Regions from separate parts of the Mus musculus genome. Here all the other regions are linked to region 2. A link is a contact called in public HiChIP or PLAC-seq and promoter capture Hi-C data. All regions are on one chromosome and are shown on one strand. Each heading gives the region's core, a stretch centred on a gene start, on an enhancer-like site or on the middle of the called end of the contact. The rest is flanking DNA. Distances are from core to core; before and after follow the strand shown. Region 1 overlaps Mthfd1l (methylenetetrahydrofolate dehydrogenase (NADP+ dependent) 1-like). Region 2 holds the start of Mthfd1l (methylenetetrahydrofolate dehydrogenase (NADP+ dependent) 1-like). Region 3 overlaps Mthfd1l (methylenetetrahydrofolate dehydrogenase (NADP+ dependent) 1-like).

The links. Promoter capture Hi-C pulls out the DNA fragments that hold promoters and counts their contacts. HiChIP or PLAC-seq counts read pairs in DNA pulled down with a chosen protein or histone mark.
Region 1: a promoter capture Hi-C map of liver shows a contact between it and region 2, with 1.6 times the contacts expected there. The contact joins the enhancer-like site here to the promoter of Mthfd1l in region 2. A contact is called at or near these places in 3 of 39 promoter capture datasets (embryonic stem cells and liver), 3 of 115 datasets of contacts at active chromatin or transcription factors (embryonic stem cells, memory CD8 T cells and pancreatic cancer cells) and 1 of 9 other capture datasets (embryonic stem cells).
Region 3: an H3K27ac HiChIP or PLAC-seq map of embryonic stem cells shows a contact between it and region 2, with 7 read pairs. The contact joins the enhancer-like site here to the promoter of Mthfd1l in region 2. A contact is called at or near these places in 1 of 39 promoter capture datasets (embryonic stem cells), 2 of 484 Hi-C or Micro-C datasets (embryonic stem cells and induced pluripotent stem cells), 2 of 115 datasets of contacts at active chromatin or transcription factors (embryonic stem cells and pancreatic cancer cells) and 1 of 9 other capture datasets (embryonic stem cells).

The regions. Positions count from the first base shown.
Region 1 is chr10:4,078,149-4,081,704 of GRCm38.p6, reverse strand. The region is part of intron 20 of Mthfd1l (methylenetetrahydrofolate dehydrogenase (NADP+ dependent) 1-like); the gene reads right to left. It overlaps Gm40591 (a long non-coding RNA gene), which reads left to right. Exons shown (of 5, transcript XR_003948987.1): 4 at 1-343. Among named protein-coding and RNA genes, the nearest start is that of Gm40591, 9.4 kb to the left of the region's middle. Within about 2 kb of position 2,259, at least 145 of the 459 cell types and tissues checked have an H3K27ac peak or open chromatin away from gene starts, as enhancers often do. A contact at or near this core is called in liver and memory CD8 T cells, where this site is marked.
Region 2 is chr10:3,971,456-3,975,012 of GRCm38.p6, reverse strand. Mthfd1l (methylenetetrahydrofolate dehydrogenase (NADP+ dependent) 1-like) reads right to left here and starts at 1,938. Exons shown (of 28, transcript NM_172308.4): 1 at 1,535-1,938. The coding sequence starts at 1,758.
Region 3 is chr10:4,059,554-4,062,918 of GRCm38.p6, reverse strand. The region is part of intron 20 of Mthfd1l (methylenetetrahydrofolate dehydrogenase (NADP+ dependent) 1-like); the gene reads right to left. Among named protein-coding and RNA genes, the nearest start is that of Gm40591, 28 kb to the left of the region's middle. Within about 2 kb of position 1,673, at least 7 of the 459 cell types and tissues checked have an H3K27ac peak or open chromatin away from gene starts, as enhancers often do. A contact at or near this core is called in embryonic stem cells and induced pluripotent stem cells, where this site is marked.

The DNA.
Region 1 (3,556 bases), core at 1,010-3,509, 110 kb before region 2:
ACCATTCTCATGACTCCATCTATTGTGGGCAAAGTTAGAAGTGATTTCTACTCCCCTGCAAGGAGGTCCTGAGAGGCTACTGTGAGGAGGCTGTGAAGATAAAGCTTAAGATGCAAAGGCGATTCTAGGATGCTGCAGATGTGAGGACTACAGAGAGAAAGAGAGATTGGGCTAAGAAGAAGATTTCTCTTTCCCCGCTTCTTGACTGTGGATGCAATGCCACCCACTCCTGCTACCAGCCTTGCCCACCATACCGTGTGGACTACAGCCTCAAACTGGGAGCCAGAAGAACTATTTGTTTTGATGTTGCTTTTCTCAGTAGTTTATCACAGCAGCAGGAAAAGTAAGTAACACAAATACCAAGTCCTCAGATACCTACTCAGAGAAACAGGATTTCTTTTATAACCACTCCTCTGCTTAGTATCAGCTGCTGTCTTAACTCTCAGCATGGTCCCCTCACTCTCCTCCATTCATAAGTTTGCTGTCATCTTAAGGAGAAAAAGTTCTGATCATCTTTACCATGAAGCCTTAAAGCTTTGCTCATGTAAACCATCCCTGCTCTGTCTCCCCCCACACTTCAGGGGCAGGGAAGGTACTCAGTTTGGTACAATGTTTGCATAAACATAGGAATGTGAGTTCGATTCCCAGAGCCCATGTTCTAAAAAGCCAGGCATGGTAGCTTATGTTTATAATCCCAGACTGGGAAGGCAGAGGCAGGTCGATCTCTGGGGCTGGATAGGCAGCCAGTGTAGCCTTCATTGTTCAGTTTCAGACCTATATGACAGTGTCTTCAAAAAGGGGAAGGGTGAGGTGGGTGACACTTTGAGGACTGACACCTGTGGTTGTCCTCTGACCTCTGCACACATTCACATCCCAAATGTATACAAAGATGCACATATGCAGGAACACACACACACACACACACACACACACACACACACACACCCCTCATTCTGTAGTAGCATCTAGCTACCAAGTTTCCTAAAACAACCCTACTATATTACTATCATCTCTGCTGTTCTTTCCCACCCAGAAAATTCCTTTCTTTCCTTCCCTGCTTCTTAGACACAGCATCTAAACCCCAGTCCAAGGGCTTACATCCTAGGAGGTTGCCTGAATCTCAGGCAGGGGAATTTCCCTTCTTGTCCTCGTGGGCATCTTCCACCTCTGCTGTTGTTTTTCCCCGCCCCCATTCCCAAGTTTTGCATCCACATGAGCCCAGTCTGCTAGCTCTTCCTTAGAGGAGAGGACAGCCTTACTTGTCTGTCTCTAACACCTAACACAGTCCCTGACATAAAAGTGCATAAACGAATAGCGTGCGATTCAACAGCCGATGCAAAGGTCACAACTCAACAGGACAGACATTAAAAATAGGAAGAAAACCATGTCTGTCTTACCTACCCTCTTTCTTCCTTACAAAACTGTTTTGACAATTTTAATCCTAGATGCAATGGTGTAAACGCCACTCGCATCTGACAATGAATGAGATCATCGCCTCGAGTGTCTAAATAGAGAAATTAAGATCAATTCCGTTCTTTAAGACACAAACTGGAAATAAACAAGAGTGGAGAAAAGAGAGCTTCAGCTAGGGGAAGGAAGTGGGCGGCGGCTGGGAAGGCTAGCTGCCAAAACGCTGTGCAGGAAACGGAAGAGCCAGATTCCCAGGCTTTGAAAGCCGCTCTGTTTTCTGAGCACGTGACCATTCTAAGGTCATTTGTCTCCAGGCTGCAGGCTGCCAAGGGAGAAGGTGAGCTGATGGGTGATCAGCCTTTACTAAAGTAAAGCAAGAAGCGCTTTGCTAAGGCACCAACAGTGACTAACTTGGAGATTGACGACTGCAGGGTTAGCCCCACCCCATGGGCCTTGATAAGAAGCCCACCCTTGTGAGAAAGGACAAGTTGCTCTTCCTGTAGGTTTCACTTCCTCACGACTTCCTGAGAATGACCAACAAGTTAAAACCTCCACGGTGACCTAAAAGAAGCAATTTATTCCCTTATCTTACTTGCTATCCCTAGTAGAAGGTTCAAGAGCCAAGCCAAAGATCAATCTCATATTGAATTTAATAGACATAGCCTTAAATCATGAATCGAGTTTGCTTAGCATGACTTGGCTTTCCTGAAAAGCGTGGAATGCAGGTTTCGGAAGGCTGCCTATTTAAAAGAGGCTTGTGATAAAAATTATTTGTGTAAGCCTCAGCCATGATTTGTCTTGGCAATCTCTTTGTTACAGCTCTTTCACTTACAGCATGAATGGAAACAGGAAATGCTGACGGATGGGCTCACTGAGTAAGCACAGGCATGATCCTGCAGGATGGCTTGATTCAAATGTCAGAAACCTACAAGCAGCTCAGAAAAGGGGCCGGGGGCATTGGGTCCCGGCTAGGAGGGACTTGGAACTCTGGGTGCAGAAGGAGGTTGAAGTGCAGGCAGCTGTCTTGGCCATGACAATCCCCAAGAGCACTTAAGAGTCCTGGTGTAAAGATCATAGAGAAGGAATGACCAGGACGGCCACAAAAATGCGACAGAGGCATGCCATGTGCTCTCTACACCACCCCTGAAGGAGGGAGTTTGTATTTGCCAAGTTTCCCTATGTTATCTCTGGCTCATTATATACAATGAAGAAACAGGGTGACAACTCTCAGATTTCAAAGTACACACCATCTTTATTAATATTACCTTTTTCTAGAGAAGTCCTGTCAGATACAGGTTCATAAAAAGCCTGGAACTGTGAGGAATTTTAGGATGACATTCTTAGTCTTTTTCTGGCTCCTAAGCCTCAGGCACCTTCTGGAGATCGGACGAGGAACCCAGTTGTAGATCCGGGCTCCTCTGTTGCCTGGACAGGAGTGGCTCTGACTTTCCTGCATGTTTTGTGACCCATGACACAACGCTTCTCAATAATTGTGTACGTCTCGGAATTTTGGAAAAACTTTCACTTTTTTTCCTCACTTGACAAGTCCTGAGCCTCTACACCTCTGTGGCGTGCCTGTGCAATCGCCTGTAGGAGACGTCCTCATTTAGTGATGAAAGCAAGCCCATAATTGCACTTATCTGCTCTAAAGTGCCCCATGAGCAAGCAGCATGGCTCTGCCTGCCTTCTGTTTTCAAAGTCCACATTCTGCTCCTCCCTATTATCTATCTACCTCCCCCTTTTCCCTTCCCACCAAACCCCTTCCCAGCAAGCCTCCCTCCCTCCTGTCTTGTTACCATTTTTATTATTTGTCTTGGGGCCCACTTCATTTCATTATGATTGCTTGCACAAGCAATGGTGACTTAGCAGTGCTATACCACCTAGGAATAAGACTACCTCCTCTGAAGCAACCATTAACCGCTTATGGTCCTTTTGGGTGGGGCTGTCACCAGCCACTATTCCATCCGTGAGGGAATATTGATGTGGCCTTTTCTTCTCGAAATGATTTCTATACTTCAATTCTCCCCCTTCCCCCTAGACAGGGTCATACTATGTAACCCTGGCAGGCCTAAAATTCACTATGTGGCCCCAGCTGGCCTCAAACTCACAGAGATCCATCTGCCTCTGCCTCCCAAGTGCTGAGATT
Region 2 (3,557 bases), core at 689-3,188:
TGTCTCCAGCACACACATTCAGATTGCTGGGTTAGTATAAATCTTAGAATTGCTTCATTGAAGTAGGTGGCATTATGATCTCCATTTGCAGTTGAACATGGTAAGACCAATAGCTTGTCCCTGCTCACACACCCAGTGACACAGGCACACTGCAGAAGGAAGGCATCCGATTCCTAAGCACTGACCTCTGGTTCTGAAGCAGAGCCACCCATTTAGCTAAGGACACGTGCATGCACACATATGTTTTTACTTATATATTCAAGGATGCATGTTCTGATGCATGTGTGTTGTGTGTACACGCCATAGGTCAACTCTGGATGCTGTCCCTCAACAGTTGCTCACTTTAATTTTGGATACAGGACCTGTCATTGGTCTGGATTATGCTGTGTGGGCTGGCCAGTGAGCTTCACGATCTGACCTTCTCTGCCTCTCAGGGACTGGGATGTCAAGAGTATGCCACCATGCCCACATGGGTACTGGGGATGGAACTTAGGTCTTCATGTTTCCCCCAGCCAGTACTTTTACTCAGTACTTAACTGAGCAGTCTCCCTAGCCTGAGCTTCCATTTTTAAACAACTGGTAGAAAAACAGAAATAAGGATACTTCATAGCACGTGAAAACCACATGAAATTGAAATGTCAGTGTCCATAAAATGTTGGATTTTATCAAAAAACTGTGAGAACGTTTTTCCTTATTACAAACGTACCCATGTAACATTTTAAATTCTGCTTTTTAGTTCACTGAACCTTAAGTATTTACTGTCATGCTCATTACACCAAGTTTGTAGAGCTTAGTTTAGTTTATTGTAAAAATAATGACTACTTGTTGCGGGATATATGTGTGACAGCCCCTGGGGGCAGATTATTTTTGCTCATTTGTTTCCATAGCCCCAGTTGGGAATCAAAGCAGAAAAGGGCTTTCCCGCCCTTTGCAGGTAGGTGCCTCTGCACAGCAGTGGCCTAGCAAACTCACTATAGGGTCTGACCAGATGACTCTGCTCAGATCACCACCGGATATAGAATGAACTTTCCAGATACTGCTGCACCGGAACCTGTGTGCTCTCTGAGCAGCGATGCTCCGGAGCGGACCGTACGCCTAGACCTAGAGGGCTTCCGCAAGGGGTTTAGCCCGCCCCTCCTTCAGTAGTGGGACATCAGCAGTGGCGGGATTGTAGGGCCATCCTCCTTGCTTCTCTCCCGCCCAGGGCCGCACCGCCCTTTTCCTGTCGGCGCCACGCCCGGCGCGGTTGCATCAGAGCCGGAGGCGGGCGGTGCACGTGGAGCGGGGCGTGCGGTCCGTGAGGCGCGCGCCGGCTGGGGGGGATGCCCTCATCTACCGGGTCCCATACTCCGGACGTTCCCCTTCGCCCCCACGCCCTCTCTGCCAATCGCAAGGCGTCTCTAGCAAGTCGGAACCAAGCATTCTCTGTTTCCCGCCCTACGAACGGTCCCTCGGGTCTCCCAGCGGCCGAGAGTGCCATTGGGTCCTTGGGTCCCTGGCTAGGGACCTGCCTGTAGACAAACAGGACACTCACCTGACGATGGAGTCCATCCCGGGGGCTTCCGGATTGCCTGGGCCATGGCTGCTGAAGGTTTGGCCATCCTGCAGCCGCCGCCCGCGTAACCCCTCGGGGTCACCACCTCCGCTGCTGCTGCTTCTGCTGCCTGAGCGACACAGCTCACGGAGGCGACACGCCGGGCCCGAGGGCAGCTGCTGGCGGCCGAGCTGGCGAAGCAGGAGAGGGAGGCGGACGCTCATGCTGCTGCAGAGTGCGGGGTGACTGGTTATCCCCAGGCGCCGAGATGCGGCTGCAAGTTCTTCCCCGGGCTGGCGTGGGAGGCACCAGAGAGCCAAGCGGCACAGTAAAGGGCCAGCAGCAGGAAAGACTAGACTCTTCCTCGTGGGAGGAACTGAGGCCCCTAGGGGGCACTGTACCAAGTGGCCGTGACGTTAACAGGGCGGGGGCCAGCGGACGTGAAGCTTTTGGTTGGAGTTGCCAGAAAGTCAAGGCATAGGAGGTGGGGCATCAGCGTGGTGCTGAGCCCTTGCCCTGAGATTGTATGGCCAGCCCTTCTGCCTCAAAACCTGATGCCACCCTTGGTCTTCATAATGCAGCTCACTTTCCTCAGGAGGTAGTGGTCCTAAGTCCAGTTTAGACCTTCAGAAGGAAGTGTTTATTACGTGGGAGGTGGCCTAGGGCTAAATGTCGTTCTTAGAGTTTGCAATGCAAATGCTGGTTTTGTAGCCTTAAGCAGATTAACGTCAATGGTTTTAGGACTGAGTCTTCCAAGTTTATAATTTCCAAGGCTAGTGGGAATAACATAGTAACTTTGTAGACCACAAATGAGGTAGGGTAGAATTTGTGCAAGGCAGAGACCGTTTTTTGAGTGCTCACGCTGTCTTGTGTGCTGGAAAGATATATTTATTAACCCCAACAGATGTAAGAAATGGAACGCCATTCGTCTGATTTCTAACCAGGAGAACCTGCGATCAAGAGAAGTCATTTGGTTTGCTGGCAGAGCTGTGAGCTTGCCCAATTCCACGTGCCCTCCTCCTCTTCCTCTTTTTAAGTTTTACTTGTGTCCTTGAGCTTGCAGCAAGTAAAGGATAGGACAACCTGAAGAAACCAGTTCTCTGATTCTATCTTGGGGTCAGCAGCGGCGTGCTGAGGTGCTGGGCAGAAGGATTGTTCTAGGGATAGAACTCAACTTCATAGGTTTGGCAGCAAGTGACTATACCTGTTGAGCCACCTCACTGACACACGGGGGCCATGTTTTTGAAATGCATGGACAAGCAGGTTCCAAAGAGGGTAAAAAGTTTAAGAAAAAAAAAAATACACACATCTAGTTGGAACTTGGAGCCACAGAAACTTACTCCCTATGAAAAGTGCCTACGATGAGGTTGAGTCAGACAGTGTTTACAGGATATCCTCTGCCTTCCTCACTGCTGTAGGTTGGATATGTGTCCCAAAGGTCCATATATTAAAAACCTGGTCACCCTCTTGGTTACTGGGAGATGGAGGCATATTTTAAGAGTTGAAGCTTATACATGGAGGAATTTAAGCCCTTAGAGATGAGCCCATGGAAGGGATATTGGAATCTATCTTCTGGCCATGTCCATTCATTTATTAGGGCAGGTTTGATAGATGTCCCTTTTAGATTGGGGATCCCTAAACACAACATTTCTCATCTGTGGAATAAACTCAATACTGTGCGACATCTCCCAGGACTGTGGTGCGTCTAGAGGAACAAGAGCTGTGGGAAATGTGAAGCTCACTCTGCCTGCAGGGATAGATAATAAGGCTCTTACCTCTAGCCTGGGAAAGCAAGGCAGGCTGACTTACGAGCTTGTAAACTCCCTTCATGCTTCTTAGCAGTGAGTTCAGGGCTAGTATCAAGCAGGTAGAGAGATAGACCACAGACAGCTGGGTGGACGATGTCACTGTGCTTGTGTGTAGACATACCATGCTGGCTACAATCAGGACGGGGAGGGGTGTGCATACGAGAAGAGTGGAGAAGACAGTTGCCCAATGGCCACTGAGGAATCCCAGTCGTCTC
Region 3 (3,365 bases), core at 424-2,923, 88 kb before region 2:
TGCCTTCTTTTCGAGTGCTGGGAATTGACTCTAAGGCCCCAGCCATGCTAGACTCTGCCATGGACTCTTATCTCCAGGCTAGCTCTATCTGTCTTATAACAATCAACCCTTGAACCTAAAGCACACACAAACAGCACATTAAGATGTGATGAAGCTAGAGATGCGTGTGTGTGTGTGTGTGTGTGTGTGTGTGTGTGTGTGTGTGTGTGTGTGTGTATGTCCCAGCATGCGGGACAAAGAGGCAAGCAGATCTCTGATTTCGAGACTAGTCTGATCTATAAACAAGTTATAGTACAGCTAGAGCTACACAGAGAAACCCTATTTCAAAAAACAAAACCTAAACCCAAAACAAACAAACTAACAAGACTTGGGGAAATCGACTGGAACATGGGGATCGGGTAACTTAGTCTGAAGACTTTCCCAAGTAGCAGATAACCAAAAGATTCCAATCTTCTTTACTTATTTTCCATTTTTACATGTATTAGTGTTTGTGTACATGTATATGCACCACATGTTTGGTGCACACTAATACCAGAAAGAGGGCATCAGATCCTTGAAACTGGAGTTACAGATAGTTGTGAGCTGCTATGTGGGTGCTGGGATTTGAACCCAGGTCCTCTGTGTGAGCAGCAGTGACTCTTAACCATCAAGCCATCTGTCTAGCCTTTGTTATTCCTTTGTGCTGGGGGTTGAACCTATAGCTTTGACTATGCCAGAAAAGCACTTTACCACTGGGACTCCTTCAGTGTCTGTCTGTCTGTCTGTCTGTCTGTCTGTCTGTCTTTCTCAGTGTTTTCCTTCCTCCCTCCCTCCCTCCTTCCCCCTCTCTTCCTTGCTTCCTTTCTTTCTTTTTTTCTTTTCAAAGGCTGAAGACTACCTGTTAGAAACTAAAAGCACAATTAAACCACAAAGAGGTCAGTCTGTATGGAAGCATAGAAGGGAGAGGTCAGTCTGTATAGAAGCATGCATAGAAGGGAGAGGTCAGCACAGAGGGGCTGGAGAACGGGAGTTGGCAAGGAGCTGCAGGATACAGACATCCAGGGACACCACACACCAACATCCCCACAGTGTGGCTTTGCTAAAACTCCATTCCCTGGACTCAGCGGCGGCTGGGGCTGCATGTCCCCTCCAGCCAGATTGCTAATAATGCAGTTCTTACCCCTGACGTGATTATGTATAGGGTTACTCAAGACCCAAGAATGAACTTCATAACAGAATGAGGCCCCTGACCAAGAGCAGAGTTTTAGATGTCAACAGGGTGAGCTCCAGGAACCTCAGCTCAGAAGCTGGACACTATTGCAACTCAGATCTCAGATCTTTTTTTTTTAAAGGGTGGATGAAATTATAGGAATGTTTAGTTTGGTCTGGCTTTCTTCTACCTAAATGATGGAGTATTTAACATTTCATTGCAATAAAACAGATGGCGAGAATAAGCTGGGTGTAACTACTCAGTGGATTCCTCTGAAACTCAAGAGGCAAGATTTACAAGCGTCTTAAAGGACAAGGGATAAAGTCAAAAGAAAGATGCCTAAAGTCAGTGGTACCCAAGGTGACCTTGACTCAGCAATCCATCAGAAAGACATTTCCCGGTAGGAGAGTGCTGTATCAGAACACTGTTTTTTCCTCCCTGCACTCCCATTGGATCTAAATAGACGCTATGAGGCACGAGAGGGTGAAGTCTGCTTGACACCAGCTCTGGTGTTCAGAGCTGGTGGGGATTCAATGGGGCCAGCAGGGTGGGTGTCTTGTAATGGAATACTGGCGGGCTTTTGAGAAGAGGAATGGGGCGGTGGCTGTGACTCAGGAAGCAGAGCTCAGAGAGTCTCTGCTATCCTAGTGTACACAGTGAGTTCCAGGCCAAATAAAGCTACTAACTGAGGCCCTGTCTTAAAAAGCTCTCCTGGGTTGGAGAAATGGATCCTTAGGTAAGAGCTCTGGTGTGCTGCCCTGGTAGAGGACCTGAGTTTGGTTCCCAATACCAATATCATGTGTGCTCACAGCCACCTGTTGCTCATGGGATCTGATGCCCTCTTCTGGACTGCTAAGTCATCTCCACTCACATGTGCAAGAAACAGCCCCACACCCCCAAAAAACCCAGAGAAAAAACAAAGAAACTTTAAAAAAGGAGAGAGAAGAACAGATGAGTGCATGTGCAGCCCCCATAGTCATACATACATGTACATACATCCCTCATCCATGCATGCATTCATACATACATACCACACACATGCATGTGCACACACAGATACACACACTCCATGCATGCACATACACACCCCCATACCCATACATGCACATACATATACCTCATATCCATGCAATGCACACACATCCACAGACTCCAGGCCTATGCATGCACATATACATACCCCACACTCATGCATGTGCGTGTACACACACAGCATGCACACCCATATATTCTCTCTCTGACTCTTGTGTGTTTTTTTGTTGCCTCACAACTCTGCCAGCCAGAAGGGCCTCAGAAGATGTGAGTCCTCAGCCAACCCACACTAAGAACAAAAGTCCAATCGGACTTCTTTTAAGACATAGTCTGCGGCACTGCACTACAGCAATAGGAAGTGGGCGATTGGGGGAGATACAAACACAACCTATTACTACACATATTAAGATGTATTAGCATGGTATCGCATCATAATTAAGTTGATTTATTCATTGATTTAGGTGGAGGATGCTTGAGTCATTGAGACTAGGGTGGGCTGGCCTTCTAAGACTACAAGCATATGCCATGACATCTGGTCTATTTTATCAGTATTTAACTACAGGAGGGGGCAGTAGACCTTCAGAGTCTATCCATGAACTTCTGTGGCTGTGGCTATTTTGGCTATAAGAGCCCTTGGCTATGAGCATGTACAGTTCCAGGTCCACATTTTCAAGTAGACATGAGTCTTTACCTGAAAATTGTCAAAGAAAATTAAAAAAAAAAAAAAAAGGAATAAAAACAAGAAAGAAAAAGCTAAGGTTTGTGCACAATTTTGAGATTCTTACAAACACTTTAAATGAGATAGTAATAATAATTAAAAATGTAGAATGTCAATGTTCTTTTTCTTTTTGTAAAAATAACCCTCGAGTTGTGTTTGCTGCCCAAGAGCAGCCTGCCTTTCGGCGGTACACGGAGGTTGAGTGGACTCCCATGGGAACCACTGGCTAATAGAAAGGGGCCATTACAGTCGCTGTGGTGATTTCTCTAAAATTCTCATGAAGCCCTGCTCTCGTCTGACATATTCATGCAGCTGATTAAATAAACACCGCTCTGTTGTCAGGCTAAATGGACTGTTGATTCCATTATCTTAGAATAATTATTCTGGGTAGACAAAAGGAGTCCTTGCCTAGATGTAGAAGCAGAA